2 separate regions of the Mus musculus genome follow, and region 2 is linked to region 1. The links are chromatin contacts, called in public Hi-C maps. All regions are on one chromosome and are shown on one strand. The core of a region is the stretch at or near the end of the contact, and the rest is flanking DNA. Distances in the headings are between cores, read along the strand shown.

The links. A called contact is a pair of places that touch in the nucleus more often than the background predicts.
Region 2: a contact with region 1 is called in a Hi-C map of myeloid progenitors, with 2.5 times the contacts expected there. The contact joins two enhancer-like sites. A contact is called at or near these places in 9 of 484 Hi-C or Micro-C datasets (adipose-derived mesenchymal stem cells, cumulus cells, myeloid progenitors and 4 more), 1 of 115 datasets of contacts at active chromatin or transcription factors (embryonic stem cells) and 2 of 9 other capture datasets (adipose tissue and pancreatic islet).

What each region holds. Positions count from the first base shown.
Region 1 is chr2:144,640,760-144,644,426 of GRCm38.p6, forward strand. The region is part of intron 4 of Dtd1 (D-tyrosyl-tRNA deacylase 1); the gene reads left to right. Among named protein-coding and RNA genes, the nearest start is that of Dtd1, 43 kb to the left of the region's middle. Within about 2 kb of position 1,417, at least 41 of the 459 cell types and tissues checked have an H3K27ac peak or open chromatin away from gene starts, as enhancers often do. A contact at or near this core is called in myeloid progenitors, where this site is marked.
Region 2 is chr2:144,719,293-144,722,719 of GRCm38.p6, forward strand. The region is part of intron 4 of Dtd1 (D-tyrosyl-tRNA deacylase 1); the gene reads left to right. Among named protein-coding and RNA genes, the nearest start is that of Gm39951, 50 kb to the right of the region's middle. Within about 2 kb of position 1,364, at least 38 of the 459 cell types and tissues checked have an H3K27ac peak or open chromatin away from gene starts, as enhancers often do. A contact at or near this core is called in myeloid progenitors, where this site is marked.

The DNA of each region.
Region 1 (3,667 bases), core at 167-2,666:
AGCTGAGCGGGAGCTGCCTCCCTCCTGTGGGAGCCTGTGCTTTCCTGTGTGCTGTGGCTGTGGGAGAACAGGGTTCTGGGGCTTCCTGATGTTTACCTGTGCATGGTTGCAGGTGCATGTCTGCAGACGCCTAGATGGTGGGAGATCAGCACCCTAGCCCAGCATCCCTGAGGTAGACACTTGTTCTGGTTTTAATCTTAAGTGACCTTTCCTGAGTGGGGGCTACTTCCCTGACACTCACATGGACGAAGTGACATTATGTAAGAGCAGGTGGGCATTTCTCCTAGCGAGGCAGCACATTGGGTAATGGAAGGGTTCTTTTCTGGGGTTCAGAGCCCTCCTATTTAAGAATATGGCTAGGAATTACTTATGTGCTCATTTATTTACTGTGGTTGAAAGCCTGACTAAGTAGAAACACTGGAAGAAGCTAGAAAAATGAACCTCTAACACACATCTTTGCACTAACTCATGTGTCTATTGACAGATCACTGTCAGGAGCTGACTAGTGCAGAATGGTGCCTCTAACTCCATGAAGCTTTTAACTTTATGCTTCTTTGAGTAATGCTGTTGCTTTAGCTATAACTTCCTCTCTGTGCTTACCAGCCAGTGTCTATCACTGTGCCTGGACCTGGGAGGGTGGAAACAGACACATTTGTGGTATCTGGAGGATCTGGAGGGAATTTGTAGGGTGCAGCAGGGGATGGAAAAGAAGTCCATTTGGTGTTTCTGCTTATCCTTCTGTCTCTGTCGACTGGAGCAGCCTTTAATCAGTGCTGTGGAATTCAGGTGATACAGAGGACAGACAGATAAACACATATGGCTTCTGCCAGACAGCCTGATGCAGGTGTCCACACAGCTTGCCATTTATGGAGCTGCAGATGAGGGACCTATCTAGTGAGAAGCTCTATCACAAGGAATAGTCATGTGGATGCTGGCCTTTTCATGGAAGGAATGCAGATATTCCCCTTTCTGCTGGTTTTATGTTTGGCTCTAGATCAGAATCTCCCCTGACACCGGCCAGTTCCAACAGGCTCGGGTACTTGACTTGCTTCAGTAAGATGTTTGCAGGTCTGGTTGCTGACATGGGACTTGGGTCTTACCACTTCTCACAGTATTGTAGTCTGTTCTGTCACATTAGTTGGCTGAAGAAATACTGGCTGAGTTCGTTTTATTTCTGCTTCGGTTGCTCCTCCATTATACAGTTTGTGTTGTTGTCATGGTCATTGTTCTGGTGACACTGGTTTCTGGGTTCCAGTCTATGTTGAAGGCCTCCCACCAGGGTGAGACAAGGATTTGGCCAGACCTCTCTCACATGTGGAATCCTGCCTGGTTTCTGGTTCTCTTGGTTTGAACATCTGCTTTACTGTGAGTTATGAAATAAAAACAGCCCTGTGGGGAGTGGTTTGGAGAGTGAGTGGGTGGGGCTCCTGAACTTCCTCATCTCTGCCCACTACTAGCGGCAGTCAGGTGTCCCAGGCCTTGTCTAACACCCGCCAGAATGCCTAGCCCATGAATGGAAAGGCCGGAGCCCACCACATGTCTGCAAGCAGGCTCTCCCTTCTGGTGGGGACTTGCCAGGGCTCCCCTTTCTTTCAGTTCTTTAACTCATTTCCATGTGGGCGGTTGTCCTGAGTCAGTACACTGCAGTCTTAAGAAGCCTTCCCAAGACACATGTGACTGTGCCTCTCTGCTTGGGAGCCCATCGATGGGTGGTCGGATCAATTGACTTTCATCTTACCGTCTTGAATCTATAGCCTGCGCTATCAGAGTTGTAAAACTTGAAGAGTTTTTCCTTGTGATGGGAATTTGGATGGCAGTTTTGAAACTGTGATTCACAGCCCTGTCTCTGATACGTGCACAGTTTCTAGTTGCACCAAGCCAAAGAATCTATTTTGCTCTAAACCAATCTATCAGAGCACAAATGTATTAGTGACTTAAACTTTAAGCACTTAATTTGTTCCTGACACGTTTGTGTGTCGGGAAGATCTGGAGAGAAGTTTTATTTTGTAGTTGGGCAGAGCTTTTTCATTATTTTGGGAGCTGGTTTCATTTGTGGTAGATGAGCAGTGACCCCTCACCTTGCTTACACGACCTGTCAAAGATTATATCATCCTTTTTGATTCTAAGAATTGGTCAATTCTGTTTTCCCCCAGGGCTTATGTTTTGAACATAGCAATAATTTCATCACAGAGGCTCAAGATTTTAATTGTGAATCCTTAACTTTTAAGTGATTTATCAGGAGTCCTAGGTAATTGTAAAAAACGTTCCTCCATCCAGTTGTGTTTTGTGGGATGGTGTTAAGTATCTCAGCATTGGAATGTGAAGAGTGCTCTGGAAGTGATAGAAATGCAGCGTTTACTATGATTGCTTCAAGGATGTGCTTAATACACAGAACACCCAACTACATAAAGACCTTGCCATGATAATACATTTTGAGGGCAGTGTAATGATTGAAAAGGCATTTGCTATTTTACATTTGCTATTAGCTAGCCAGTCTCTAAGAGGTTAAATTGGGCGAGTGGGGTCTTAATTGGCTCAGGTGGGCTTTTGAGATGCACAAACTATTTTGAGCTCAGCCTCATGGTGTGTGTGTGTGTGTAGTTTCTGGAAAATGCTATGGACTGGGAGCTGCAGTGTGTCTCTCCTTCAAAGTCAGTGTGAGCTGGTGATAGCATTCCTCCAGGGGTGGCCTGAGGACTCCTGCCATACAGGTACCCAGGGTACTTGCTAAAATGCATAACTTCTGGGCATGTGAGGGTGTGGGGTGAGGAAGACGAGTAGACTGCCATTTCTAATCATGTTCTCCACCAGCACATGGACATTTGAGAGCAGCGGAACCGCAGGGAATCTGACATTGCCATTTCCATCTGGTTCAGGTGTTGGTTTCCTCCAGGCCAATCCCTCCTCCCTCTCAGCTGCATGGTATCTAAAAATACTCTGCAACCTCTGTTTGTGCAGCTGCCGGGGAGCAAGATGGCTGGCCTGGATTATTGAGGTCACACGTGAATCTGGTTTCATTTGTCAGTGCTCCCTCAGTCTCCTAACCCCATTCCTATACTTGCAGTGATACAAATGTCCCCAAAGTATGGTGCCTTCTTGACACCACTACAGATGTCAAGGGACAAGCCAGTGTAGCAACCTAATACGTTAGTGACTGATGACTGCCACTCTGCTGAGTGACACTGAGGCATGTTCTGGTGGCATCACTTGTTCCTTGAAAGTGATGAGCTCAACATGGGGATTGTTCAGTGGCCATATACTTTGTATTTCTCAAAACGTGATTTATAGTGTTCTCTCTCTCTTTCTCTGCCCCTTCCTCCAAACTGCATATGGACTGCCTCATTCTTCTGTTGACATATTAATGGGACTCAAATAAAACCCCAGGACCATCTACATCTTAGTCCTTGCATGGAAATTGCAGTTTCTTGAAATCCATGAATGCTGATGTTCCCCTGGGCAGCTGGTGATCATTTACATTTAAACTCACACTAGGCATTGTTAAATGTTCCTGTTTTATAGTGTATTATGACTTATGAAATTCACAATAAAAGCTCCCTTTAGCCAATTGTAAACCAGATTCCTGCAGTTATTTGCTGGTTGTCAAATAAGCATTGATTTTTTTTTTCTCCTGTGTATTTCTATTTATCTATCTAAAGTGAGTTCCTTT
Region 2 (3,427 bases), core at 114-2,613, 78 kb after region 1:
TTACCAGAATCCTGGGTCAACCCTGCCTTTCCCAGCGCCTCTGCCCTTAGGCACTGACTCAGCAAGTCCTATGGCTGGACTCCTTCAGGGGACCCTCTGGTGAAAGTCTGTCTGTTCCTTTCAAACTGCTCCCTGTGTGGGCCCCAGCTTGTTTCTGAGGTTTCCCAGGCTGGACAACTTCCCAGCCTCTATAATAGAGGGGCTCCACTGCACATCTGCCTTGCCTGTGGATGTGGCTTTCCGTAGGTGCCTTCCCAGCCCTTTGTATGACAGCAGTTGCTACAGCATGGCCTGATAGGCCAGGGCTTTAATGCGGAAAGAAACATCACAGGAGGCTAAAGTCAAACCAAGACGTGGCAAAGCAGTTTGACGGCTCTATTTTGATGGTAGAAGCCACCATAATTTAAAACTTGAAACTCTGGGATTTTCTGTGGATTCAATCTATAAAATGACAACTAATGAAAGCTGCTAAGACCAGCATTAAAATTCCTTGAACTCTTAAATTGAAAGTTTTCTTGCCAGCTCTGAAGATTGGTGTGTCAGGCTGTCGTTTGCAGGCTTTCTGCTGTGGATGAGCAGGAGGGCTCTACTTGCTCACTGCTTTCTTGGGGGACTCTGCTCTGGTCTCTGGTGTGCAGACATTTCTGCGTGTATCTACCGACTGTTGTTAGCACTGACTTGTCTGGTTTGAATTCATCTCATGTTCAGAACATATGTTGTGTCATTTGGGGCTGGGCCTCTTTCCTGAACCTTAGGAAAGGCCACGTGCTTGTGGCTTACCAGATGGTTCCATCACACTGATTGCTTGAGCTTTGGCATCCACTGAACTCCAGAATCAATCAATGGCATCTTCCCTGTCAATTTTCAGAACCGTGTGTCTTCTCAAAGGGACTCATCGGTCTTTTCACTCCATTCAAACAAGTGTTGGTTTGGCAGCCGAGTTCTCTATAACCCAGTGAGTTCCAGGACAGCCAGGGCTACACAGAGAAACCCTGTCTCGAAAAACTACCCCCCCCCCCAAAAAAAAAAAGACTGAGAAAAGAGCCACCTCTCAGATCTGTCCGGAATCTGGTCTATGGCATTGTGTCACACCTGTCCCTCCAGGGTCACATGTGACTCTTCTCCTTGGGCACCTGAGTGGCTAAGCCCATCCTTGCTGGGGAGGCCTGTGGACACACCCTTCCAGTCTGCTTCTTGGCTTCTGGAAAGAACAGGTCTGATCTCTTGGTTCACCACTCATGAAAGGCTTTTAGCAAGGAGCCATCACAGTCTCCTAAAAGTAAGCCAACTGGCCAGCCTGCGATTCTGTAACTGCCAGGCTAGGGGAAAGAGCAGTTCATCTTCTGTGTCGAAATTGCTTTAGCTGTTGTCAGGATTTCCTGTTACTTAATCATCTGGACTCTTCCCCCTGAAAATGCAGAGCTGGACTATTGTAAACCGTTTAGAACCTTTAAACAATTGCTCATGCATATTGATTCAAAACCCAGTTCAGGGCTCTGGGGTGCCGCTGGAAGCAGAGAAATTAGCATGGCATTCTTTAAACTGGGGAGGAAATATGTTTGCTAGTAGGGATTAGTGACATGGAAAGTAAAGGAGCTGGGAGGATATAAACAAAAGGCGACATCTGTTTGCAGTCAGTGGGTCATCTTTGTGAGTCTCACAAGAAACACCCAAGAAAATGAATGAAAAGAACAATCAGGGACTCAGTTTAAGCCTTGTTTAAGAAAAGTTTAATCTTTTCTTCTATAAAGATTTCATACATTATTTATTTAGTATGTGGTAGCATGTGTGTGCGTGTGCGCGAGCGTGTGTGTGTGTGTGTGTGTGTGTGTGTGTGTGTTTGTGTGTGCGCGCACACACACAATCTCATGTGATGTAGGAGCTAGTAATTTTAATTATGTGGGATCCAAGGACTAAACTTGGGTCATCAGGTTTAGCAGCAAGTGCCTTTATTGCTGGGCCATTTCACTGGCCTTGGGTTAAACACAGTTTTTTATCTTCTATTTTGTGTTTATTGAAAAATGTTCAGACAGGAGGGGCATGCGTAGACTGGGAAGATGGCTTTAGTTGGGAAAGTACCTGTCATACAAGCTTGCCAGAGGCATTGCCATTGGTCTGCAACCTCAGTGCTTGGGAGATGGAAGCATGCAAATCTCTAAAGATCATTGGCTCACCAACCAATCAGTGAGTTCTGGGTTCAATGAGAGACCCTGTCTCAAAAAATAAAGTGCAGAGTGATTGGTGAAGATGCCTAACATTGGCCTCTGGCCATTTTGTGTACACACACATACCTGAGGAAGTGAATTCCTCCTACTTGTATGCATACAGGCACACACAAACAAACACATTTAAAAAGTGGGATGAGCTTAGAAAACTTGAGTAATAATATATTACTATGGGTAGTTATATGATATGAAAAGCTGGCAATTCATAGCTTTTAATTAGTGAGGTGAAGGGAATTGGAGAACTTCATATTCTTTAGCAAAATGTGCTGGGGATCCATGATTATAGAGTGGTGGTATCTCTTGATGACACTGACCTTCAATGGCTGGTATGGCATCTAGAGGCACTTGCCCCTGACAGTGCTGTCATGTGGTAGACCTTGATTCATCTTTTAAGGCAGTCACATGGTCCTTGCCCTTCTTAACCTATTAATGGAACATACTTGTTTCTTTGTTGTCTTGGGGACTGAAAGCAGAGTGGTGCGTGCTAGATAAGCTCTCATTTTGGAATATGGTCTCATTAAGTAGCCCAGAATAGCCTGGCTCTTAAGATCCTTCTGCTTCTGCCTCCAGAGTGCTGGACTTCTAGGGAGAGCCACCTCCCCCTCCTTTAAGAATACCAGCTTGCTTGCTTGCTTTCTTTCTTTCTTTCTTTCTTTCTTTCTTTCTTTCTTTCTTTCTTTCTTTCTTTCTTTCTTTCTTTCTCTCTCTCTCTCTCTCTCTCTCTCTCTCTCTCTCTCTTTTTCTTTCTTTCTCTCTTTTTGTTTTTTTTTGAGACAGGGTTTCTCTGTGTAGCTCTGGCTGTCCTGGAACTCACTTTGTAGACCAGGCTGGCCTCCAACTCAGAAATCTGCCTGCCTCTGCCTCCCAAATGCTGGGATTAAAGGTGTGCGCCACCATGCCCGGCAAGAATACCAATTTTCTTTTGTTGTTCTTTTCATGTGTCTCTGTGAGGTGTGCATGCATGGCTTTATGTAGGTTTATATAAGTGAGAGCCTGAGGATGATGTGGGGGACCTGCTTCCACTGAACTCCATCATATTCTTCTTCTTCTTTTAAAAATTTACTTTACACCCCGGTCACAGCTTCTGCTCCCTCCTCTCTTCGCAGTTTCTCCCCTCACCTCCCCATACCCGCTCCTCCTCGCCTTCTCCGTAGAACAGGGGCGGTCTCTCATAGCTATCAACCTCAGCATATCGAGTTGCA